Regions from separate parts of the Mus musculus genome. Here regions 1, 2, 4 and 5 are each linked to region 3. The links are chromatin contacts, called in public Hi-C and promoter capture Hi-C maps. All regions are on one chromosome and are shown on one strand. Each heading gives the region's core, a stretch centred on a gene start, on an enhancer-like site or on the middle of the called end of the contact. The rest is flanking DNA. Distances are from core to core; before and after follow the strand shown.

Evidence for each region. Promoter capture Hi-C pulls out the DNA fragments that hold promoters and counts their contacts. A called contact is a pair of places that touch in the nucleus more often than the background predicts. Capture Hi-C pulls out chosen DNA fragments and counts their contacts.
Region 1: a contact with region 3 is called in a promoter capture Hi-C map of hippocampal neurons, with 4 times the contacts expected there. The contact joins the enhancer-like site here to the promoter of Phyh in region 3. A contact is called at or near these places in 3 of 39 promoter capture datasets (the C10 cell line, hippocampal neurons and stem cell-derived epiblast-like cells) and 1 of 9 other capture datasets (adipose tissue).
Region 2: a promoter capture Hi-C map of liver shows a contact between it and region 3, with 5 times the contacts expected there. The contact joins the enhancer-like site here to the promoter of Phyh in region 3. A contact is called at or near these places in 2 of 39 promoter capture datasets (hippocampal neurons and liver), 1 of 484 Hi-C or Micro-C datasets (liver) and 1 of 115 datasets of contacts at active chromatin or transcription factors (embryonic stem cells).
Region 4: a contact with region 3 is called in a promoter capture Hi-C map of adipose tissue, with 7 times the contacts expected there. The contact joins the promoter of Sec61a2 here to the promoter of Phyh in region 3. A contact is called at or near these places in 3 of 39 promoter capture datasets (cranial neural crest, embryonic stem cells and hippocampal neurons), 1 of 15 datasets of contacts at CTCF or cohesin (large pre-B cells), 6 of 484 Hi-C or Micro-C datasets (CD4 T cells, CD8 T cells, the G1E-ER4 cell line and 3 more), 3 of 115 datasets of contacts at active chromatin or transcription factors (astrocytes, cardiomyocytes and large pre-B cells) and 3 of 9 other capture datasets (adipose tissue, liver and macrophages).
Region 5: a Hi-C map of cortical neurons shows a contact between it and region 3, with 2.6 times the contacts expected there. The contact joins the enhancer-like site here to the promoter of Phyh in region 3. A contact is called at or near these places in 5 of 39 promoter capture datasets (the C10 cell line, HPC-7-derived erythroid cells, embryonic stem cells and 2 more), 1 of 15 datasets of contacts at CTCF or cohesin (pro-B cells), 12 of 484 Hi-C or Micro-C datasets (CD4 T cells, the G1E-ER4 cell line, the HL-1 cell line and 7 more), 1 of 115 datasets of contacts at active chromatin or transcription factors (large pre-B cells) and 2 of 9 other capture datasets (adipose tissue and liver).

Annotation. Positions count from the first base shown.
Region 1 is chr2:5,633,771-5,638,767 of GRCm38.p6, forward strand. All of the region lies in intron 1 of Camk1d (calcium/calmodulin-dependent protein kinase ID), which reads right to left. Among named protein-coding and RNA genes, the nearest start is that of Camk1d, 78 kb to the right of the region's middle. Within about 2 kb of position 3,246, at least 84 of the 459 cell types and tissues checked have an H3K27ac peak or open chromatin away from gene starts, as enhancers often do. A contact at or near this core is called in hippocampal neurons, where this site is marked.
Region 2 is chr2:5,667,386-5,672,578 of GRCm38.p6, forward strand. The region is part of intron 1 of Camk1d (calcium/calmodulin-dependent protein kinase ID); the gene reads right to left. Among named protein-coding and RNA genes, the nearest start is that of Camk1d, 45 kb to the right of the region's middle. Within about 2 kb of position 1,791, at least 17 of the 459 cell types and tissues checked have an H3K27ac peak or open chromatin away from gene starts, as enhancers often do. A contact at or near this core is called in embryonic stem cells and liver, where this site is marked.
Region 3 is chr2:4,917,423-4,922,693 of GRCm38.p6, forward strand. It overlaps Phyh (phytanoyl-CoA hydroxylase), which reads left to right and starts at 1,574. Exons shown (of 9, transcript NM_010726.2): 1 at 1,574-1,722. The coding sequence starts at 1,648.
Region 4 is chr2:5,892,312-5,897,630 of GRCm38.p6, forward strand. It overlaps Sec61a2 (Sec61, alpha subunit 2 (S. cerevisiae)), which reads right to left and starts at 3,121. Exons shown (of 12, transcript NM_021305.4): 1 at 2,946-3,121; 2 at 843-910. The coding sequence starts at 2,952. Gm13267 (predicted gene 13267) reads left to right here and starts at 3,153. Exons shown (of 3, transcript NR_166420.1): 1 at 3,153-3,463. It also overlaps a transcript of Dhtkd1 not described here.
Region 5 is chr2:5,439,884-5,444,787 of GRCm38.p6, forward strand. The region is part of intron 3 of Camk1d (calcium/calmodulin-dependent protein kinase ID); the gene reads right to left. Among named protein-coding and RNA genes, the nearest start is that of Gm36853, 40 kb to the right of the region's middle. Within about 2 kb of position 1,403, at least 2 of the 459 cell types and tissues checked have an H3K27ac peak or open chromatin away from gene starts, as enhancers often do. A contact at or near this core is called in cortical neurons, where this site is marked.

The sequences.
Region 1 (4,997 bases), core at 1,996-4,495, 720 kb after region 3:
TTGGGTAAAAGCTAAAGACGGTGACGATGAATGGAAGTCTGTCTGAAACTAATTAAGCACTAGCAGAAAAAATGCATTTTGTATAATTTTAAGAGAAATCAAAGTGGGCTGGTGAGATGGCTCAACGGGTAAAAGCACCGACTGCTCTTCTGAAGGTCATGAGTTCAAATCCCAGCAAACCATATGGTGGCTCACAACCACCCGTAACAAGATCTGATGCCCTCTTCTGGTGTGTCTGAAGACAGCCACAGTGTACTTACATATAATAAATAAATCTTAAAAAAAAAAAAAAAGAGAGAGAGAGAAATCAAAGTATTAAGAAGAGCACATTACTGGGTTAGGGAGATAGTTCCATGTGGGAAATTTCTGTGTGCAAGTACAAAGAACTGAGTTCAAATCCCCAGGACCCAAATAAAAAGCAACGATGGTAAGCATCTATAATCCCAGCACCAGGAAGCGGAGACAGGAGGATTCTAGGTGCTCCCAGGCCAGCCAGTCTAGACAACCAGTGGCCTCCAGATTCAGTAAGAATCTCAAAAAATAAGGTGGAAAGTAATAGAGAAAGACACCCACACATTGACTTCTGGCCTCTACATGCACGCCCAGTTGCATGTGCCTCAGAGTATACATGTATGTAATATATGCATATACACACCCAGATAATTTCTGGAGCCTATGGTTCATAGTCAATCATGTTTGTTCCATTCCAACGCTTTAATAGGACTTCAAGAGTTATTGCTAGTGGATTTTTTCCATCAAAATTTCTCTTTCATAACTTTAAAAATAAGATGCCTGGCTGTAGCGGTACGTCTTTAATCCCAACACTTGGGAGGTAGAGGCAAAGGCAGAGGCTGATCTCTCTGAGTTCGAGGCCAACCTGATCTTCATAGTAAGTTCCAGGACAACCAGGACTGCATAGAGAGATACTGTTTACACACACACACACACACACACACACACACACACACAAACTTATAAAGTTCCAATTTTAACTTTAAAATATGTTCCATACTGTCTACTTTTGTGTACATTCATTTTATAATATGTTGAATCTACTGCATGTCATAGAGATCAGCAAAGTGGACTTATTTGGTGCTCCTAGCTCTCTGGGAGTTTTAGTTGCCATCTTTGAATATGGAACAGAATACACATAAAAAAGTCACATTTAAACTGGGGGGAAAAAGAGTTTACCTTTGGTCACACCAAACTAAACAGATGCCCAAAAGTGAATCCAACAAGACCAACGTAAATTAGGAATAGCAGGAGATGGACCTCCCACTTCATAACCACTGCATAAATAAAATGTAACTTTTATGAGGAGTTATAAAGAATAAATTCTGCCTAAGGAGACTTTTTTTCTCTCAATTTAAAGAGAATGTCTTGGGGGCCAGGAACAAAACTTAGTGGGAGAGCCCTACCCCAACACGCATGTGGCTTTGGGTCCCATCCTTAGCACTGCCAAAACCAAACAAACAAACAAACAATTAAATGGAATCTGCTGTGAGAAAGGAAGCTAAATTTCTGAAAACACTACATTCTTTCCCGTTATGTTTTGGGGAAAAAAAAAATCTCTAGACTGCTTTATATCAGAGATATAATAAAAAGTGATGTCAGTTTTCATCCGCTCGCAGGCCTTCTGGAAAGGTCAAGTTCAGGGGCACGCCACACTGAAGTGCATCTCTGCAGTGGGCCAGTCAGTCAGCACGAGCAGCCTAAGTAAGTGGGGAGGAAAACAGAAAAGCAAAACTGCTAGGTATTTAAAACTGCCAGGTCCCAAGGCAGAGAAATATAAAATAACAAACACAGAAAAGACACATTTCAGCCATATCAACTTAAGCTCTTCAGTTCAATAAACGGCGATAAAGCCTCCTGCTAACAGAAAGCGACAAACAGGCAGAGGGTGTCTTTGAAGACAGGCAACTCTCACCGTCTGGCCTCCAGTCAATAAAAGCACCCGAAGTCAGGAGCTTTCAATAAATATTAAACCATAACAAACAAACTGCCCAGGGTTTCCCGGTACACACAGCCTTTTTAACTGCAGAAAACAACCAACAAGAATCACTTCAAAGATGAGTTGTGGAAAGGAAAACTGATTTCAGCCTGTGCTGTAGAAAGCAAAGTCTTTAGATGGCTGGGTTTGGTGTGTGGAAGAACTCCTGGGGGTCACAGGTGATGGCGCCCAGTGCCTGTTCTGCCCCTGGGAGTCTTCCCCATGTAAGGCATGTATGACTCTGGCTAACTACTACAAAGATAAAATGAAACAGAGTCAAGAAGAATTCAGCATTGGAGATTCCCACTGAAAACAGAATCAAACATCAATACTACATTTTCCTAAAGGAATAAAGTGAGATAGCATGATCCAGGGGTGCAGTTTGCACAGCAGCCAAAGGCAAGGTGCTTGAATTTTGTTGTTGTTGTTTCACTAAAATCAGTCTTTTTTTTTTTTAAAGGCTTATTTGTTTTTATATCTTATGTGTATGAGTGTTTTGTCTTCATATATGTACATACTTTACATGTGTGGCTGGAGCCCACAGAGACCAGAAGAGGGTGTCAGATCTCCTGAAACTGGAGTTGCGAGCTGCCATGTGGGTCCTGGGAATTGAACCCAGGTCCTCTGGAAAGAGCAGTAAGTGAGACCACTGAGCCATCCTTCCATCCCCCAAATCAAAATTATTAAATGTGAAATAGAAAGGGGCAAGGCAGGAAGAAAAGATAAAAGACTCCTCTTTGGAGGGCAACATTAGCCCATCTCTCCTGCATAGCTCCCAACTTCAGCATTTCTGGTGAGACATCTAAGTTCCAAAGCAATTCAGACACAACACCAAAACCACACCCATGACTCCTGGGTATGGAGTCGGGAGTAACTAGCAAACTTATATTTGAACACATGTTAAAAATATTATACTGAGATGTTTTTAGGTTCTAGACAGTGAACACAGCTGGTCTACAGGAAGGGTCAGGATATGGCCGCATGAGAAAGGTGCGTCCAAGAACCTTCACGGATGAAATGCTTCAAACACAAAGGGCTCTAGAAGCTTCTTGAGAAAGCAGTTGACTGGAAGGCCTGGGGAAGTGTGTCTCACTTTTTCTTCAGAGAGCACAATATCTCTCTGAGTAATGTCATCAGGACAAAGAGCCAATGAGGTCATCTCCCTATTGTGACACAAGGGATCAGAGGTGCATGAGGTACACAAAGAAAGGCTTATTGCATGGTTCTTCCCCAAGACAGAACAGTGAAGCAATGGTCACGCCCTATGAGCTCGGGGACCAATGCTCAGAAAGAAGAGCCAATGACTTCAGCCACCTGAGTGGCTCTTGGCTAAGCCTGACATATTCCAGAGTGTGCAGTAGAGTCAGCGTAGCAGGCTTGGCACCATCCTTGGCAAGGTCTGCTTGCTCTGTAATCCCAGCTGCTCAGGGGACTGACGTGGGAAGACTGCCTGATCAAGGTCGGCTTTAGCAGCATCGCTCACCCTTACTGCTCCTTGCCTAGTGTCTGAGAGCTTGCTGTTTGGAAGGGCTCCCACTACCCTAGCTGAAAAGAGTGACTCACTCTGCCTAAGCCATTCAGGCAAACTCTATGGTTTATACCCAGCGCCTGTTTCCCTTCTGGGAGCCTGGAGTTTCAGTACTCGCCAAGCAAATGTGTCTATGAATAAAGAAGCCGATGTGAAAGCATCCTTGCCAAGCATCCTTGAGACGTCATTTGACACACGCTGTCACAGTTCCTTATTGGGATGCAATCTGTGTGATGCAGTCACCTCCCGGCCCTCTCTTCCCCCTACTCCTCCCTCTCTCACCCTCACACTGGAACCTTGGGTCGTGTCCAGTCCCTTGTCTTCTAAACTCACCACCAGCATCCTTCAAGCCTCAGAACTCAGCATAGGCCTGAAGCAAATACAGCGTGTAGGCTGAACACTTTGAGAGTGCTGCATGGTTACACATAAATACAAATACATCACTGTGTTATTTAATAAGCCTAAGAACAGCTCAAGGACTGCATTCACTTTTCAATTATGGATGCAGGGTTGGTAGCCTTGTTCCTTACATCTCCAGAATCTTCCAGAAGTCACCCACTGCATGCTAATTCTAGGTCACTAACAGGCGTCCACTGCTACCAGAAAGATTGGCCTAGGACTCCTGCTTAGAGCACAGTACCAATTAGACAGAACTGTGGCTCTTGATTATTAAATCAGTGGCTAGCCACGGGACTCCCCTCATAGTTGTTATAGAAAACCCTGAAAGATTCTTCATACAGAGAAGATTCCAGAAGGCTGATCAAACAACCTCAGGTCATAAGCAAAGGATGGGCTTGGTCCCCAGTCCCACATACCCTTTAAGTTGTCACAGTCTCAAAACCTACCACAGAAAGCTGCTATTTGGCTAACTTTCTGCTTTGCTCTCTTTAATTTAATCCCTGACTCTACCTAGCTCACTGGACGTTCAAGATGGGCCCTCCTTATTTATCTAAACCTCTCTGGATAAATCCTCAGAAATAACCAGAGTGTGTGGTGATTCTAAATCCAGTCAAGTTGACAATGAAGATAAACTGTTCCGTCACAAATCCCCAAAGGGCAGTACAACGTACAACAGTTTGAATATGCTTGACCCATGGGAAGTGGTACTATTAGGAGGTGTGGCCTTGTTGGAGTAGCTGTGTCGCTGTAAGGGTGGGCTTTGAAGTCTTATGCTCAAGCTTCACCCAGTGTGGAAGAGACCCTCTTCCTGGCTGCCTGAAAACGACAGTCTCCATCTGGCTGCCTTCAGATCTGATGTAGAACAGCAGCTTCTCCAGCACCATGTCTGCCTGGATACCGCCAAGCTTGCACACTGTAAGCCTGCCCCAGTGAAGTGTTTTCTTTTAGAAGAGTTGTCTCTTCACAGCAATGGAAACCCTAACTAAGACAGGTAGGCTCTTATCTGAGAGACAACTGAAGTCAACTATCTGAGAGACAATTGTAAGACAGAGAAAGTTCATGTGTGTGTCTTCATCATTA
Region 2 (5,193 bases), core at 541-3,040, 750 kb after region 3:
AAAGGAGGGGCTAACACACAGCTGGAAAGGAGGAGGCTAACATACAGCTGAAAAGGAGGAGGCTAACATACACCTGGAAAGGAGGAAGCTAACATACAGCTGGAAAGGAAGAGGCTAACACACAGCTGGAAAGGAGGAGGCTAACACACAGCTGGAAAGGAGGGGCTAACACACAGCTGGAAAGGAGGAGGCTAACATACAGCTGGAAAGGAGGGGATAACACACAGCTGGAAAGGAGGAGGCTATCATACAGCTGGAAAGGAAGAGGCTAACACACAGCTGGAAAGGAGGAGGCTAACACACAGCTGGAAAGGAGGGGATAACACAGCTGGAAAGGAGGAGGCTAACATACAGCTGGAAAGGAGGAGGCTAACACACAGCTGGAAAGGAGGGGCTAACACACAGCTGGAAAGGAGGAGGCTAACATACAGATGTGCTGAAAGCAAACTAAATAGCCTGGTGCTCAACTTAGAAAGAGATCAATGAGCTGAGGGTGATAACTCCTCACTATAATCCTAGCACCTCGAAGCCTGTGGCAGGAAGACTGCAAGTTTGAGGCCAGCCTGGGCTACAGAGTCTAGACCAGCCTGGGCTACATAGTGAGACCCTGTCAAGGAAGGGCCTGCCATAGCATCACTCCAGCTCCACTTCTGTATTTACTTAGACACAGTTTCTTTACCCTCAGAGTGATGAATATTCATCATTATGGACAGGACTAGGGGAGGGTGAGTGGAAAGGCTCCACCGCTTTACCAGAAACAACTTCTGCATTCTACTGTTACGGTACATACAAAGCATCTACTTGTACACAAGTGTGTGATAACAATCATTAGCTTAGTACTGAAGTAACTATATACATAGATTTTTAAATATTTATATTTAGACCCTTACTGATACAGAAATCTAATTTAAACATTATGTACATACTTTTGCAGGAATACATATGGTATTCCAGGATAAAATTCCTTAGGAATAGAATATTAGCTGAAAGGGGGAGGGGAAGAACTTATTATTTTAAGCTGATTCTAGTACTTTTTAATGATAATGACAGGTATCAAATGTCTATGGCATTTACATTCCATTTAACTGGTTACAGTTAAAATAATCATGATACTGTTCCATTTGAAGACATTGATATTTACAATAAGAAAGTGATATCCTTTATTTACCATGCTTAAGTTATGATAAAAAATATTCATCTGTCCACAGAGAAGCTGTGAGGGCTGGTGGCTTCGTGGAATTAGTTAGGAACGACTGAGAGACAGAAGATGAGAAGAAAGGCCACCCTTGGTTCCAGCACGTTTCCGGCCTTAAGATATTCCTAGAGAAGGGAGACATCTAAATTTCCTCTTTAGAATTAAGCTTTTCATACATTGGTCTTAAAAAACTTCTAGGCATGGGGCTGGAGAGATGGCTCAGCGGTTAAGAGCACTGACTGTTCTTCCGAAGGTCCTGAGTTCAAATCCCAGCAACCACATGGTGGCTCAGAACCATCTGTAATGAGATCCGATGTCCTCTTCTGGGGTGTCCGAAGACAGCTACAGTGTACTTACATATCATAAATAAATAAATCTTAAAAAAAAAAAAAACTCCTAGGCAGAGTTTAGGCCACACAAAACAGAGCTGTTAGCCAACACCTTTCTTTGACTTTGCCTCTAAACAACACTCAACTTCCTGTGTCAACTTTTCCATGGACTTAAAAGTGAATCTGCTCACTCAGGAAGGGCTCCCTGTGGAGCACGCTCCCTGTTCTGAAAGACTACATTGCGCAGACTCAGATTGATTGGCAGGCAAATGTTTGCAATGCATTGGGCTAAATTCTACACTAGGCAGCCCAGGCAGTGGCCACAAGGTCTTTGCTTATGTTAAATTAGAAATAATGGTTTTAACTGCAAAGAGAACTTAGAGCTAGAAGAAACAATGTTGGTGATTCGTCACGGATCTCTTAGGACACCCAAGCTGAGTCAAGGCCGTGGCTATCCTAGGATGCCTGAGAGGCACAGATGCACACAGTAAGATTAAATCCCGCCCCTCCTCATTTTCAGTTTTTGTGTTAAAAACAGGCACATGATGGAAATAAACCATTAAGACAAGATCCAAAAATAAGTTTAACTGGTTACCAAAACTCATATACAAAGTTCTCATTCTAATCACTTCTGTAAACAGCTGAAAGGTACGGACACCAAACCTCGGCTTGTGGAGCGCAATCAACTTAATCGGCTTCTTTGAAAGATTAATTTAAGTGAAGATTACCGATGGCTGCAGATGACACGGGTCCAATCGCGCAGCCCAGTTGAGATGAAGGAAAAATTGCGAAATCATACAAACACAGCTGCAGGCCAAACATGGAGATGGGGGGGGGGGGGGACCTCCTTCCTGGGTCCGAAACACAACTCTAAAGGACAGTGCTAAAGTCGAAACCGAAATGTCAGGAACAGCATGTGAAGGCTCAGGTACCCCAGGCTGGGACCTGCCCGTGGTCAGGACAGCAGGGGTCATGTGACCTGCCCTAGGGCGCTGCAGCTGTTTGGACAGAAAGCCCAACCAGCTAGCCAGGAAAAGGACAATCAACTGCTGTTGATCCTACCTCAAACCAGATTCTAAGTGCTTGTTTAAGCCGTTTCAAGGGCAAGTTCTGCTAAGTCCCAGACAGGAAGCATAAATAAGATGAAACTGGAAAAGAGATCAAATATGGTCTCCACAGACCTAAAAGGAAAACGTTCTACCCACAACATGCAATAAGGAGGTTAATTTGAAGACCCTTCTGGAAGTTGTGGCGGGGGGAGTCAGGGGTCAGTACCTGGACGTGTTATCATTGAGAATGGAAGAAGGTTAAACCCTCAACAGCACTTACCAGAGGCGCAGCTCAGAGACCAAACCAACTCCATCTTGGGTTCAGAGTCCAACTTGGAGAACCTGAGCTAAGGCTGAACCAACAAGCCTGCACCTCCAAGTCGCTCCCTAGCAACCACCAATCAGGAGGAAAGCAGCAGTTACGTTTATGGCTCGGCTCCTCGCACCAGCCAATTATTTTAAAGGAAAACAAAATTCTGTAACAGCCCCCACTCAGATGTGTGCCAGGCTGGAGTCCCCCTTGCTCGTTTGCTTACCTCTATAAATGCTCACTAGAAACTGGGCCTTATCCTCCCGCAGCTGGAGCGGGGATAGAAAAGACCCTAGCGTGACCGCAGCAGAATCAGCTCCACAGTGGCCTTTGGGGTCACAAACGCCTAATGGGCACTGCACAGCAATATGGGCCACAGTTCTCAGAGGTTTTAACTCTCCAGGAGGAGGCAGAAGATGGCATAGCAAGGAAGAGGGTTTGGGGTTACCCAACTCTAGTCATGCAGCCACAATTATGCTGTTATTATTTGGATGCAAAATGTCTGCCTGGAGGATAAGGAGGCCAGAGAGAGCATGGAAGATGTCTGCATCCTACACTTCCCCTCCCCCATGTATCTTTCCTATTTGCTTGTTCTGAATGTGTAAACCAGTAGGGAGCAAAGTATTTGCCTGAGTTTTGTGAATCATCACAGCAAACGCTCCAAACTGAGAGGAGGCAGAAGAGAAGCCTGGATTTCCAGCCTGTGGGTCAGAAGCACCGTTCTTCCCTGGGACTCGTAACTGGAACAATCTTAAGAGCCCCTCGCCTGTAGGGTCTGTAGTAATGTAACACAGTGGTGTAAAGAAATCCCCATGGCATGCAGCTGGTGTCTGGGGGAATGAGAACTGTTGATTGTAAGGGAAACCCATACACATTTCACCTAAGAAGTGTGGAGTGTGAAATGTTCAGCTCTGCCTCTCTCTCCCTCTGGTTCTGTACACCCATCAAGCCTGCAATGTTGTTAAGGCCTGCAGTGTCTGTCCTAACCATTATCCTCCCATGCAAGCTAAACTCCACAGGCCTCTACCAAGTCTCCCTCATCAGCCCAGATAGAGAGATAGTCTCTACTTTCCACCTTGTACAGTGTTGACCTCTACTTACTGAAGGTCAAGAGGACTCTTCTCAGCTAGGTAGTAGTGGTGGCACAGGCCTTTAATCCCAGCACTCAGGAGGCAGAGGCAGGCCAATCTCTATGAGTTCAAGGCCAGCCTGGTCTACAGAGTTACAGCTACAGAAAGAGACCCTATCTCAAAAAAAAAAAAAAAAAAAAAAAACTAAACAAACAAACAAAAATGTCTTCTCAAGAGATGGCCACTGGATTCCAACTGGGCCACTTACCCAAAACTAAAACAAAACTAAAATCTCTTAGCCAGTCTCACTAGGGTCATAAAAATATACAATAAGAACACCTATAAAATGATTACCACTTTAATTTCACTTCACCTATCTTCTGTGCTCATCTTCCAAGTCATATTAGACTTATTTAGGTTTATGAGCATTTTTTCCTACTAACACTGGAAATGCATTGAGTAAAATGTCATTTTCAAAAAGCCTGGCATAATGAATTATGCAGAGAAAGAGCTAACTGAAAATGCATTCCTCAAAAAGGAAATTCTCCTAAAAATTGATCACATGCAAGTAGAGAGAAAAATGGCAGATGCCAGGGATGGGGAAAGAGTCAGGAAAATATGGGTTAAGGATACAAAATTCCCACTGGAAGGCAGACAGCACAGGCATGCGTATACGCACACACTCAAAAAGAAAATTCTACCACAAGCTGTTAGAATTCCAAGTGAGCCAGGCCTATTGGTACATTCCTTTAATCCCATCACTTGGGAGGAAAAGGCAGATAATCTCTGATTTCAAGGCCACCCTGGTCTATAGAGAGTTCCAGGACAACCAGAGCTCCATAGAGAAAGAAATTCTGTCCAAAAAACAAAAACAGGAGGAGGGAGAGGAGGAGGAAGAGAAGGAGGAAGAGGAAGAAGGGAAAACATTGTCATCCAAGTGAAATTAAGAGTCACAAGTGAGCAAAATCTCTAGACACCACTTTCCTGGATCCTAAACTGTCAAACTCACAGAGACAGAAGAGTATGGTGGGTTCCAGGTGCTGATGGAAGGGGAAATGGAGACAGAGTCTCTGGGAAGATGATAACGCTCAAGAGAGTGATGGTGGTAATGGTTACACATTGTGAACGGACAGAAAGCCGCTGAGGCAGACATATGAGACGGTGAAGACGATACATTTTTATGATCTACACATATACTGCAATATAAAAGCAGAAGATTTACTCAATGAACACATGGATT
Region 3 (5,271 bases), core at 324-2,823:
GGATCTTGCCCTGTTTGAGTTCCTGTCCTGACTTCCTTTAATGAGGAACAGATCAGTAAAAATGTAAGCCGAATGCACCCTTTCCTCTCCAACTTCCTTTTTTGGTCATGGTCATGGCGGCAATAGAAACCCTAAGACAGGCCCCAAAGCCATAATTCTCTCTGTTTTTTAGGGAAACCAGTCATCCTCAGAATGACGGTCTTAATCTTTCAATTCTGCTTGAGGTGACCCAAATTCAGACTAATTTCAGTTTTGTTTTCTTCCTTCTCCCTGCAGTTCCCATTTTGCACCAGGTGAGGGCAGTAAGAACACACCTATTTCCCAAGTGGGGGGTGGGGGGGGAATGCAGTCAGTCCTGCTTTTAAACTGTGGGCTAATTAAGCCGGTCTCTCAGGACATGGTCAGGCTTCCACCAGGTTGCTCAGGCTGGACAGATGAGGTTGGGAGATAAGCAAATGACCAAGCCGGCCCTGGGAGCTTCAGCTAAGCGAATCTCGTCCTAAAGGTCAAGGCACAAAGGGCAAATCTCTGCAACCTGAAAACAGGAAGTAGCCAGCTGGTTACTTGCTTGTCTCTCCTGGACTATGGCACTGTCACCAAATTATCTAATGAAAGCATTTAAGAAACAATAACATGTTTATGGAGTAACTAGAAGCAATCTAGAAGTAACTCTCTTAAGAGACCGAGAGACAAAGAGATTGAGATTATGTGTAGTGGTTGAATTTCAAAGACTTTAGGAAAACAGTTTTGTTTTGTTTTGGGTTTGGTTTGGTTTGGTTTGGTTTGCTTTTTCGAGACAGGGTTTCTCTGTGTAGCCCTGGTGGTCCAGGAACTCACTTTGTAGACCAGGCTGGCCTCGAACTCAGAAATCCCCCTGCCTCCGCCTCCCAAGTGCTGGGATTAAAGAAAACAGTTTTTAGCTACATAAGAAATTTTACATGTTATACTGGCTGGTGAGATACACAGTGGTTAAGGGAGCTTGCTGAACAAACCTGACCATCAGAGTTCGATCCCCAAAACTCAGGTGGTGGAAAGAGACTCAACTTCCCTGAAGATTATTTCTCTGATCTCCACAAACAAGGATGCAAACATACATACATACATACACACACACACACACACACACACACACACACACACCACACCCCATCACCACTACCACCACCACACACAAAAATGTAATGTAAGTTATCCTAGACCGTGTGGATCGCTCTTCTTAAAAACTAACAGCCAAACTTTCTAATATTTTAGGATGAATTCACGCTAAATTTAATGTCTCTTCTGAATAACACAGATGATTTTAATTTTTAGTGGGAGAACTAGTCACATAGATTAGTTGTTCATAGATTAAAACTACCAAGTTAAAAGGGTGGCTCAGATCCCTAACGGCCTCGGGCTGCTCGGCTTGCATCACCCCAGTCGCAAAATTTCGGACCTTGCAGATTAGAACAAAGACACAGCGGCGGGGAGCAAGGACTCCAGACAGCCTAGGCTCGCTCCCTCATCCCCAGCTCCCCAACCCCCAGCCTGGGGGAGGTGGCGCTGTGTCCTGCCCTTGGACAGAACTCCACCCTCTACTAGGAGGCGGGGCCTTGCCGTAAGTTAAGTGTGACCTGGGCGCAGCAGTTTCGTCTGCTGGCCCCCACCATGAATCTTACGCGCGCCGGCGCCCGGCTGCAGGTCCTTCTGGGACACCTCGGCCGACCCTCGGCCCCAACGATTGTATCCTTTGGGCTGTGGAAGGGCTCACAGGCTCGAAGGAGCCTCTCCGCCCTGGTGGTGGCTTCAAGGACATAAGAGAGCCTCTGCGCCGCCATCTCTTCCCTGTCTCCATCCCTAGGGTTCCCGGGTGGAGGCTGCATCCCCAGAGAGCCCTCGTCTTCTGGAAGGGCTCTCTGGTGGGACTTCTCTAGGCAGCATTTTGAGCCTTCAAGAAACCGTGGTTTCTTGCTGGTGTAAAGCGGGAAGCATAAAGCGAAAGGTGACGACGTCATCACAAAGAGGCTTGCCATTTTTTGAGTTGACTTCTGCATCCAGAAACACCAAGGACAGTTGCCCACAGGTGCTTGCCTGTGACCAAGGCCGGCAGAGGCAGGGATTCTCAGAGGTCAGGAGGAGGCGCCAGTCGCCAAAAAGAGAAGGCTCAGGACCCTGTCCAGCAGGTAGCTAGCTGCCCATCTCCACCTGCCCTCTGTCTGTCACCATCCCACTAGCTGTGTAAGCTCCCACTCCAGGGGCCAGGTGTCCCCAGTCTCCTGAGGACTGAACTGGTTCCCGGAAAGCGACTTCAGAAGCGAGTGCCTGGTGATAAATGCTTGTGATCCCCCTGGGAGGTGCAGGTGCAGACTCGAGGGTTGGTTGGTTGGTTGGTTGGTTGGTTGGTTGGTTGGTTGGTTGGTTGGTTTTTCGAGACAGGGTTTCTCTGTATAGCCCTGGCTGTCCTGGAACTCACTTTGTAGACCAGGCTGGCCTCGAACTCAGAAATCCGCCTGCCTCTGCCTCCCAAGTGCTGGGATTAAAGGTTCGTGCCACCACCGTCCGTCCGGCAGACTTGAGGATCTTAATGGCCAGCCATCCTGGCCAAAAGTGACAGACGGTCTAAAAAGCAAAACAAAACACTAAACCAAGGCTTGGAAGCAGTTATGCACACGAACACGTGTGTGTACACACACATCACACACAAACACATACATGCATACACTCAGACTCTTGGGGGATGGGAGGAAGCATCAAACTGTTGGCCCCTCGCCCTAGAAATTGCTAAAAATGAATGGTTTAGGGTTTTCAGTGCCTGCCACCTCCGAGGCTGATCATAATAGTTGTTTATTTGGCCTTCCCTGTTATTCTGCCTGTGGGGCTTTTGGTTTATAAGCAGCGGTGTGCCAGGCTTACCTCAAGCTTAAACTCTACAGGCTAATAATGTAACTTCATTTTACACTGAGAAACTAATGGGGAAAGACCCTGATTAGTGTGTATTGGACTAAAGCAGTGGTTAGACCTGCAGGCCATGTAGGGATGGAATATCACAGTCTGGTTTTTTCTTGGCAGTTGGATGTTTGCTACATTTTGAGAACCTTGGATATACTGGTACTAGATGTATTTGGACTGAAATTGATGCAGTCTCTTCACTACTCTTTGGATCTTATTGGTTGCTTGATTTTTGAGACAGAATCTTATCACGCATCTCTGGCGAGCTGGAATTTGCTATTATAGACTGGATTGGCTTAGAACTCACAGAGACCACCACCTCTGCCTCTTAAGTGCTGGGATTAAAGTATACACTTTTTTTGTTTTGTTTTGTTTTTCGAGACAGGGTTTCTCTGTGTAGCCCTGGCTGTCCTGGAACTCACTCTGTAGACCAGGCTGGCCTCGAACTGAGAAATTCACCTGCCTCTGCCTCCGGAGTGCTGGGATTAAAGGCGTGCGCCACCACGCCCGGCAAAGTATACACTTTTAACTTGAATCATTTTTCAATTTAAATGGCCAGATGTAGCTAGCAGCTAGTATTGGATATTAGATAGTGCTGACCAAGAGCCATAGGGAATATATTATGTAAGTAGAGTTCTAGAAATTGAGGCCGTATCTCCTCAGCCTTAATTTGCTTCTAAGCAGTGTGGATGCTGGGCAGTGGTGGCACACGCCTTTAATCCCAGAATCTGGGAGGCAGAGGCAGGCGGATTGGATTTCTGAGTTCAAGGCCAGCCTGGTCTGCAAAGTAAGTGAGTTCTAGGACGACCAGGGCTACACAGAGAAACCCTGTCCAAAAAAAAAAAAAAGCAGTGTGGATTAGGGAACAAGGAATGTTTTGTATTTGCATAATTGGGGTCATCCTGGGTCACAGCTTCTGCGTCTCTTTTCACTTTACCCCACCCACACCCCCATCTCTGTCATATATTTCAATATCATTTAACATTTCTCCCACATCATCAAAGTCCAAGAAACAGTGGAGAAGGGCCGAGGTGACCAGTTTGGAGCACTGAGGTCTATATGTCCTTGCGGCAATGCTATATTGGGAAAGTTGAACAAGAGTGGGAATTGTGAGGCTGGAGATGTGGCTCAGCAGTTAAGAGCAATGACTGCTCTTCACACTGGCTACTCTTTCAGAGGTGTCCTGGGTTCAAATCCCAACAACCACATGGCAGCTCACAACTGTCATCCAGCAACAAATGACCTGACACTCTCACACAGACATACATGCAGGCAAAACACCAATATGCATTAAATACGTAAATAAAAAAGTAAATAAATAATAGATAGTTGGCAATCACCTTTAATCTCAGCAGAGGCAGACAGTCTCTGTGAGTTCAAGATCAGCCTGGTCTACATATCAAGTTCCCAGTCAGCCAGGGCTACGTAGTGGGATTCTGACAAAAAAAAACAAAAAACAAAAAAAAAAAAAACCAAAAAAACAAAGGACAAAACAAAACAACAAAAAACAGAAGAGAAAGAAAGCAAGAAAAACAATAAACCGCATATGGTGGTGCCTGTCTATAATTTCACCTGGCAGGAAGTAAGTGGGGGGCAGGAGGATCAGTTCAAGATCATACGTGGCTACATTATTAAGCTCAAGGCTAGCTCATGTAGCATGTTCTCTGTCTCTAAAAGTCATAAAGCCTTAATTAATTAATTAATCAATTAATCAATTAATTAATTAAAAGCAATCCAGGCCTGACAATGCACACCTGTAACCCCAGCACTTGGAAGATGAAGGCAGAAGAAACTGAGATCAGATGGGCTATAAAACACCCAGGCCCTACCTTAGGTGCACAGTGAGATCCTGTTTCAATAAATGAGTGAACACGAGTAGATGGCAAGTTCATGTGAAGTGACATTGTGGGTCTCTTGGTGGGTTTGAGACCCACAGGCTTTCACTGTGTGGCCCTGACTGGCCTGAAACCCACTCTGTAGACCAAGCTGATGAAACTCAACCCCCCCCCCCTTTGCCTCCCAAGTGCTGGGTTCCACCCACACCTGTGTGGAACTGACACTCCAAAAGCAGCAACACACGGTCTACAGAGTGAGGTCCAGGACAGCCAGGGCTACACAGAGAAACCCTGTCTCGGAAAAACCAAAAAAAGAAAAAAGATAACAGAAAAGGGCTGTTCCTAACCCGTAGTTACTGAGTGACGGTTCAGTGTTTACTTCACTGGTGTGGCTTGGACTTTTTGTGCCCTAATGACGTCCAAGCTCCTTCCAGTTTAGCCTGCAGTCACACGAGGCCCAAGCTGTGCTCTCCCTTCTAAAGCGTGACCTTTGGTATCTTATTTGCTC
Region 4 (5,319 bases), core at 1,871-4,370, 980 kb after region 3:
GCTCAGTGACTGAAGAACAATGTGATTTAGTTATTCTACCTTCAAAACACATTCCTTCTATTTCTTTCCAAACAAGAAATCAAAATAAGGGAGGTATATACTTACACATTTGCAAAATTTATTATGTAGAACAGTTGGTGCTAATTAGAACTTATCCCACTAGCTAGCCATGTGCACAATCCTACCCTAACTATAAAGCATCAACATGGCCAGGAGTATACTCTATCGCATCAACATGGCATCAACATGGCCAGGAGCATACTCTATCGAAACAAACACTTGGGCAGGAAACAGTATAACTTACAACACTATCTTTGACAGACTGAGAATCATGCCTAGTCTTTATCTCCCTCCCACCATCCCTGTCCTTCCTCCTCTCCCTCCTCCCCTCCCCAGACCCACAGGGAAAGAGAAAAGAATCAATTCCCAAAAGTTGCCTTCTGACTGTCACATGTATACCATAGCACAGTGCTGCACAGGCACAAACACATATATATATTAGAATAATAAATGTAATTTAAAAATTAAAAACAGGCCAGGCAATGGTGGTATACCCCTTTAATCCCAGCACTGGGGAGGCAGAGGCAGGTGGATCTCTGTGAGTTCAAGGCCAGCCTGGTCTACAGAGAGATCTCCAGAACAGCCAGGGCTGTTACACAGAGAAACCCTGTCTCGAAGACAACAAAACAAAACATAAAGCAGATTTATACTTGTTTGCAAGATAAGGAGGTAATGGTTTTTCCACTTACAGCCAGAAATTGTTGGGTTAAGTAAGTCAACCTTGGTGGTTTGGCAAAGTCAGTCACTCTGTTACCTGCTAGATTAACAAATAGTATACTTACTTTCCTTTCAGGCTTCTGAATTTCTGGTAGAACTGCACAGAAAGGTTTAATAACTTCTAAAAACTTGACTGTAAAAAAAAAATTTAGAGTTTAAAAATGTATCTCTGAATAATTCCAAAAACAATTTTTGTAACAGCAGTTTATCACATCCACCCAAATTAAACAATCATGATGTTCTCAAGTTCAAGTGAGTAGGTCTATAGAAGATCAAAGCTCCCAGATAGCTGTGGAGCACAGGGAAACAGCCCTGCACCGTGACTTCTTTGCTTCTTCAGGTTTAAACCCAACCCTTTTATATATGCACAACAGAAAATAATCAGATCATCACTGTATAAGATAAGCAGACATAGCTTATTACAGTACTTAGCTAATGTAGTAATTAACAAATGGTACAACAGCGGAGGGAACTTTCTGCAGGAATAGTATAGTAGGTTATGAGCTTAAACTGGAGTACTGACTCAAACAGCTTAAAGACTGCAACAAAAAAGCCAAAAAACAAAAAAGCTAGGATCACCTCCTACAGACAACCTTTTAACCTCCACATTCCCCGCTCCATTTCAGTTAGCTGCATTTCAAGGTTGTAATTCTCTAAGTAGCCATATCAAGGTACTTGCTTACACACAAGAATTGCTCAGAGAATGTCAACTACATTTCATTAAAAAGTACTCCTTTCCCAGGCTACTTCTGCAGTAAATGAAAGACAAACCAAGGTTTAGGGATAGACACTGCCTCCTACTCCGGCAGGACTCCAAAAAGGTAGAAGTAACTGATTTTGGTGATAATTTATAATTGTCATGTTTGTTATAGAAGTACATTTGGACTATTTAGAAAGTAAATCTAGGGCTGGTGAGATGGCTCAGCGGGTAAGAGCACCCGACTGCTCTTCCGAAGGTCAGGAGTTCAAATCCCAGCAACCACATGGTGGCTCACAACCATCCGTAACGAGATCTGACTCCCTCTTCTGGAGTGTCTGAAGACAGCTACAGTGTACTTACATATAATAAATAAATAAATCTTTAAAAAAAAAAAAAAAAAAAAAAAAGTAAATCTAAATTCTGAAAACATTTACCTGCAATTAAAAAAACAACAACTATGGGTCACAACACTGGGAAACTGTCTAGAATCGCCTCCCTTCCCCATCTCAGCCCAGGCTACTCTCCGAGATTTATTGCTAGTTTATGAATTACTGTACTGGCGTTCAGGATCAAAAAACGCTGTTGCGTGCCGCCATGTACTGCCTCTCCCCGTGTTGCACAATTCCATTTTTATTCACAATTCAAGGCCAAGGGTCTCTTATTTCCTTTCCAATTTTCCCCAAATGTCTACTGTTAGCCAATGGAGTGCATCGCAACGTTATCCCTTTATACACAAACATGTGAACTGCTAGGTAAAGTATCTGTGTGAAAATACATGAGGGTGAGTGATTGGGCAGGGCCCTGGAAGGATCTTATAATGCGAGGCCTCGTCCATACCTTGCGCACCAACTTACAGTTTTCAATGAACACTACAGAATGACTGGGAAGAATTAATCTAGGAAAATGCTGAGCTACTGATCACACGCCTTTCCTCCCCTAAAACGCATGCTACGAATCACATTTTTAAAAAAGGGAGACTTGGTGGGGGAGGTTATGGGGGACTTTTTGGGATAGCATTGGAAATGTAAATGAGGAAAATACCTAATAAAAAATATTTTTTTAAAAAAAGGGAGACTTATTCGTCGCAACACACCAAGGAAGCGTGATTCAAGAATAATAATTTAAAAATTAATGAGTTTCCTGAGATTCAGAAAAAGCCCAAGTGGTCCAAGCCGTGGAGTGTGCTAACTACCCCCCGCCCCCAGCCAATGGCCTCCCCGCGCCATCCTCGCTCCTCGCCTCCTAAGGGGAGCAAACCGGGACTTCTGAGTTCCCGTGACCCGCCGGGCAAGGCCTCGCTGACCCGAGGCGCCTTGGCGGGTCCCCAGCTCGCTCTGCCCGTGGCGACCCCAACGAGGCCTGCGCATCCCCCGCACCCAAGACCACCCCAAGGAGTAAGCGACTCCACTGCCCACAGCCCGAAAGGACCCGCGGCCTTCGAGGTTCGCGCTCCAGCCACCACACTCACTGCCCATGGCGGCGGCTCAGCACACCCGGCGGGCACCCGCGGCCTCGCAGCTGCCTCCGCTCCGTTCCTCACGACTCTGGCCTAGGCGGCGGAGGCTGGGGACACGCTCTGGCCGTCCCCGCACAAGCTCCGCCCACAGAGTCATGTGACATGCGCTCTAGGCTCCTCCCAGACCTAGCCTGGCCGTTGGCGGACGTCCACCGCGTTGCTATGGTCACCGTTGGCGCGGCGGCGGGGGCGGGACTGGATGGCAAGAGGCGGGGCGGCCTGCCGTGGTGGGCGGTTCTTAGTTGCTCTACTCCAGGACAAGGGTTTTCCTTTTCAAAGCTGTTTTCTAGATAAGGTTTCCTGGTCCAGGTACCCCAAGGCCTAGAGCTGAGCTACCTGAGCCAGACTTTTCTTTCCGCCCCATCTTAACTGTAACTTCTTAGACATTTGTGAAAACTGGTAATACACTGCAGACAATAGTACTTTCCAGTACTTCCCCATCTTCAAAATAGACATCAAGGCATCAAGAGGTATAAACTCTTTTATCTGTCTCTCTTTTTCAGAAAGAAACCTTTTTAGGCCGGGCGGTGGTGGCGCACGCCTTTAATCCCAGCACTCGGGAGGCAGAGGCAGGTGGATTTCTGAGTTCGAGGCCAGCCTGGTCTACAGAGTGAGTTCCAGGACAGCCAGGGATACACAGAGAAACCCTGTCTCGAACCCGCCCCCCCAAAAAAAACCCAGTAAAACTTCCAAGGTAATATAGGTAAATTAGAGAAGTTAATTTCAGACTATTTTTCCCAAATAGGAAATATATGGAAAACATAAGAAATTTGAGTAAAATGGTTCTTTCAAGGTGGTAATTTTTATTTTGCTAAGAATAATGTGATATATGGGGGGTGGGTATGGGGGACCTTTGGGATAGCATTGAAAATGTAAACAAGGAAAATACCTAATTAAAAAAAAAGAATAATGTGTCATTTTAAGCAAAATTCATTATTTTTAATATTTCAACTTACTAATTACATAACTGAAGCTCTAGTTCTCACTGAACATTAAACATGCATAATTATGGACAGCAGATAAGAAAAACTAACATTTTTAAGAGGAAAGAAAATACAGTAGTGTTTCATATGAAATAATTCAAATGTCCCTTTCTGCAACACAATTCAGAATGTGGCTGATATAAAGGTAGAAAGGCAGAAGACATTTTCATAGCTCTGTCAGGGAAAACTGTAACAAGAAATAATAAACTTGTGAGAGGCAGCATAGGAAGAAATTTAGAAAGAGCAAGACAAAAACATTTTTAAATATATTAAATTCCATCTTAGAGTTTTAATATCTTTTAATTTAAGAAACCAAAAGATAAGAGAATAAAGGTACATTATGGTTTTTTTAAACTTAAATATACACTATTATTCTTATTAAACTTGCCTTTGAAACTTTACAGATTTATATAAGTAGTAATGAAGTGACAAGATTCATAAGGCTCGGCAAAAGAAAGAAGGACTGAAGGATGCAGAAAGGAAAGGGAGGGAAAGGGTTAAAGAGATGGCACAATGATGGAGCCAGTAAGTACAAAGTACTGCAACTAATACCCAGCTGCAGACAGGAGGGGACATGTCGTAGAAAGAAAGAGGGCAAATACTAGAAAGATGCTAAATAACTGCAGCATTATTCTAAAATGCAAATAATAGTCTGGCATGGTGGTACACACCTTAAATCCCAGCACTCAGAAGGCAGAGACAGAGAGACCTCTGAGTTCAAGACCAGCCTGCTCTACACAGAGAGTTCTAGGCCAGCCAGAACTATCTCAAAAATCAAAATAAAAAAAGAAGTACATTATGAATCTATTACTATAGCCAGGACTGCCTACACATCAATGATGTAAAACATGGCGCATTGCTGGTAAAATTGGAAAGGCAATGGATGTATTCCAGCCCTTCCTATGTCCCCATAACCTTTTTAAAAAACTGTCGTAAAGTCAGAATGGTACACAGTAGATGCTCCTGAGAACCAACTCAAGGGACGTCACATAGCTACCATTTAGTTTGCGGCCAACACTAGATTCAACCTCTATGGAACCCCACGTACCTGGTTTGGGAATGTGGCTAAAACTTAATGAAATTTATAGCCCAAATATACATCATATTTGTACCTGCAGCTTTGAGAGACAAAAGTGATTAACCTGGCACTTAAATCCCTCTACCCAACACCAAAGTTAATTTAAAAATCAGAAAATATCATAGCAGCTGGGCAGTGGTAGCGCACGTCTTTAATCCCAGCACTCGGGAGGCAGAGGCAGGGGGATCTCTGAGTTCAAGGCCAGCCTGGTCTACAGAGTGAGTTCCAGGACAGCCAGCCAGGACTACATAGAGAAACCCTGTCT
Region 5 (4,904 bases), core at 153-2,652, 520 kb after region 3:
TCTTTGTAAAGACAAAGACAAAGGACATTGATATAGGAAGTCCATGGAAGTCTTCAGCAAGAGTCTGGTTAGCACGCTAAGACAGCAGTGCAGTGCTAAGGTGGGAAAAGAAAGACAGTCCCTTGAGCCCAGTAAAGAGCGGTGATATTGGGTAGTTGGTGACATTGTGTGGGTAAGTTTGTTGGGTATGAAGATGAGTGTAGGATGACTGCAGATTTTGAATCCAAGAAATAGAAGAAAGAGAGCTGCCGGTTGCTAAGATGAGACAACAGCAGACTTTGAGGGACCTCCAAATGGTACTTATTGCACAGCAAAGTGAGACTGTTGAGTAGTTCCGTGCTGGAAAGAGAGATCCAGGAGGTACCCATGTGTGGAACCTAAAGCCTTATTGAAAAGGTGGTGAGTAAAACTAGCAATTCAATCTATTCTTTCCTACAAAAGTACTTGTAATGTACTATTGTCTTTGGTTAGTGTATGTGTAAGTATGTATTTATGCACCTGTGCACAAGAGCATGGGTCTGTGCATGCCATGATGTATGTGTCAAGATGAGAGGGCAAATGCTACTGTTAGGCCTTGCCTTCCATTTTGAGGTAGGTGCATGCCAGGCTAGCTGGACTCCAAGCTTCTTAGAATTCTCCTGTCTTCATTGGTCATGTCGGAGTAGGGACATGTGGATTACAGATGTGTGCTGCTGTAGGAACACACACATACAGATGTGTGTGTGTGCTGCTGTATCTAACCTTATTGGTCATCTTGGAGTAGAAACATGCAAATTACAGATGTGTGCTGCTGTAGGAACACACACATACAGATGTGTGTGTGTGCTGCTATATCTAACCTTATTGGTCATCTTGGAGTAGAAACATGCAGATTACAGATGTGTGTGTGCTGCTGTATCTAGCCTTCAGTGTGCTTGGGGAATATGAGCACAGGTGCTCATGCTTGTATGGTGAGCAGTTTACCCACAGCCCTTTAAATGTACACTTTATTGTATCACCTTTCAGTTTACTCAATCAACCATAGATATAATGGGGGAAAGGCCAAAGGAGGGACCCTTTATCATTTACAAATACAGGGCTGATAATCTACAAGCAAACATAGATGAGAAATAAACTTAAACGGATTTCTCGTCTATAAATTATATCAGTGTAATCTCACTCTCTTACTATCCATAGTTGAATGTTCTCCAAATAGTACTCTGAAAAAATGTATTTGTCCAAAACCCAAATAAAATGTAAATAAACACTCCCTAAACAATTCATCTTTCCTATAGCAGCATAGGACAAATATACCCCACCTTCAGAATCAAGATAGCAATTAGAAAAGAAATAGAGTTAGGGTGCTGAGGAGTCTCAGCGTTGAGGAAGATGTTTCCTAGGAAACCAAAATCCTCTCAGATACAAACACTGTGAAATCCACTCCTCCCTACTGCTGTACTGTAAATCCTACCTACATACTGAGAAACCAAGGGCTTCCGAGTGAATCAAAAATGAAAGCAAGCACAAAGAAGCAGACCAAAACTACTTTCCACTGTTCCAGACCCCAAAACCTACACAACCAACTTCAGGAGCAAAAGCTACCAAGCCCTGGCAAATAAAACCCAATACAATGACAGAAATGGTCACAGAGCCTACAAGGTGACCGCCCAGCGAGGCGAAGTCTTTCTGATAATACTGAGGTCCAATGCAGCGAGGGGTTTCGGACACTGCTTTTTCTTCTTTCTTCTTGTCATGTCAACGGTCATAAAACATTTAACTTCGATACTGGAAGAGGCGAAAGATCAGAGTTGTTTATTTGGGATTCCCAAAATATATGACCAATGCTATTTCAAAGACAGTAATATTACCTTTAAAAATACTTGATATTTCACACTAAACTATCAAAGTTCTACTATATAAAATTCTTTGGGGGAATAACAAGAATTAGTGAAGAAAAATGATTTTAAAAATTACATAAAACAACTACTTGAACTACCATAAAAGCTCATCTTATTTTCACCCACTAGCAAGTAACTGGAGAAATGAAATAACATCCTCTTACAACAGGATTGACAAAATGAAATATTTCAGACTGAACTGAGCAATGAGATGAGAAACCCACATGCTGAAAACTGTAGAGTACAGACCTAGACTAATTAATGACCCAAATAGAGAAATAGATGGTGCTTATGAATCAAAGCTCAGATTAATTCTCAAGTCTTTATTTAGATTCCATGCAATCCCAAACAAGATTTCCACAAAAAGTTCTTAAAGCTTGACTTAAAAATTTATATAAACACTCTATTTGAAGAGTGCCAAAGCTATTTTATAAAATAATAAATGGAGCAATAGCATTATCCTATCTAATCTAAGATGTGCCTTAGAGTTATGACATTGTATAATATTGACACAGGGACAGATACATAGAATGATGAGTACAGAAACACGGTCAAGTAATATTTGGACTAAAGATTATTTATTTATTTATTTGGGAGAAAGAGAGAGAGACAGAGAGACAAGGAGAAGCAGAGAGACAGAGACAGAGAGGAATCCATGTGTCCTTAGCACACTTTCAGGGTTCGAAGACAACTTGTCAGGTTGATTCATTCTTTCCACCATGTGGGATCCAAGGTTTAAATTCAAGTTGTCAGGCTGAGTCATCTTGTTGACCCAGGCAATTGATTTTTGACTAAGCTACCAAAGCAATTAAGAAAATTAAAGTTTTCTTCAACAAGGCCCTGAATATAGGATATACCTATGAGTGAATTAAGCCAGACACGAATGAGTACATGCTACATCACACCATTTCCATATTTTAGAATTCCAAAACTCCCAAAAATCTCTAGTGAAAGTTAAATCATTGACTGGATATGGTTTAGTGAAGGAGTGGTTGAAAGGGACACAAGGAAAGAAATCTTTTGGGGGTGGGGTCAGAAACTGTGGTGTTATGTTGATCCCTGAGATGTCCAGTTCAATTAAATGCAATATATTCTGTGTGGTTTACACTTCAATAAAGTTGATTTCTAAAAGAGTAATGAAAACCACAGATACATGAGTGGGGACAAGTTAACACACTGTCATTGGCATATCCAGTGTTTCTAAACTGCTCAACTGTGCAGAGACATAGCTCTGTTCTTTAGATAATCCAAACACCCATCACATTTAGATCACAATTTTGTGGCTGATTTACCTACAAATCTATCCAGTGCTCCTGCCAAAGGTTAGTTTGTTCCTACAGAAAGCCTCTCTGAGATACTAAGATATCTCTGTAAGCGTGGCCCATGTTAATGAAGCTTTCTGTAACAGCAAGCAAGAGAAGATGTTCTCAGCTGAGAAGCAGAGGATCGGTGCCAATCACAGGCTCTCCAGGCTTTGGTCTAAGATCAAGCATGGCTGTTCCCATGCCCACCGCTCTCTACATCTGCTTCTGCTGGTGAGCACACCGCCAGGCTGTTTAGCGAAGTAAAACTGAGGTCTATTCAGACTTCATCTTGTTAACATCTGAAGAGCATCTGCAGAGACATCCTGATGAACCAATGCAGATGTCCACAAGGAAACTGCGTATGCTCAGGACCCATTCACTTTCCTCACTCTCCCCACCCACCTCTACAGCAGACACTGTCATCTTCTCTTTTGCCCGTTATAGAAACTGGCTCCCAGCAAGGCCTGGTCATTTGCCCAAAGTCACCCAACTAGTCAGTGGCACTGCTGAGGTTCCGTCTTGGGGTACATCAGGTGATACATGATGTATTTCTATACACACAAACCGGAAATAAATAAATGCACAGAACTTTGGGTTCTGGCTCTGGCATTACTCATCTTGCCTTACCAATAAAAAAGCAAACCTTGGAGTTCAACACACAGCTGACATTTTATAGGGCTTTTGCTCATCATCAAAATGTTATATTCTTCCTACTGGCCAATCAATACTTGAAAATGACTCACTTCGATCTTTAGGGAGGAGACACTGCACGAGACAAAGCCACAAGCACTTTTAGCATCTGTCTCTAGATCTGGGAATAGCAATTACTTGATAAGAAAGAAAAACAGAAATGTGTGATACATACAGCTAACAACAGGGCACAGGACTAAGAAAGATCCCTGGGTCGCTGGACAGTCCACTCTAAACTAGGCAATAAATCAGCTGCTTAACCCAACTTACTGTTGATGTCAGAGAAAGTCAGACAGACGCATCCAAATGCAACACTCTAAATTATTTACCCAAAACACTACCACCTATGAAAATATTTTAAACCATAATAAATAATAAAGAAATGAACTGTTGGACACTTTTTTGTAGCAAAAATGCTCTCCAGGAAATAAAATCATTCAAACATCCACAAGGAAGAGAAGACATGAAAAGCCATTTGTTGGCCTCACCTAACCATCAGCACATCTTTGGCAGTTCAAAGTCCGAGCCTCATCCATCAACAATCAAATTCATTGTCTATATTTTGATCTTCAACAAAAGTCCTCTCAGTCACAGGACTCAGTAATGTGGTGTCCCAGCATTTATCTATGCAGGTCATGGAGATGGCCTGACATTCTGAGAGATTTCTAATATTTAATTCTAATAAATACTGAGTGGGATGCTCCTGACGATCACACTTAAAGTGAAGCATTTATGTGACAAGAAAGATAATTTCACCTTAGAAACAAAACAAAACAAAATATATGTATAAGTCATTTCTACCTGATAGTCTCACTTCCTTCTTGTCTGCATGTTTGCAGATTACAGGGGCAATCTAATGGAGGTGGCTGTGTCACCATCTGACTCCAGCAAGTGGATGTATCTATGCACCAGAGGGAGAGGAGGGAGAGGACAGAGCACACAGTCGCCATCTGCTTTCCTCCCCCGGCATTCCTGGAAATGAAGGGTGGGAGTCTCTTCTAGAGATGGGAGCAAAGTGTTCCTCATCCTAGGC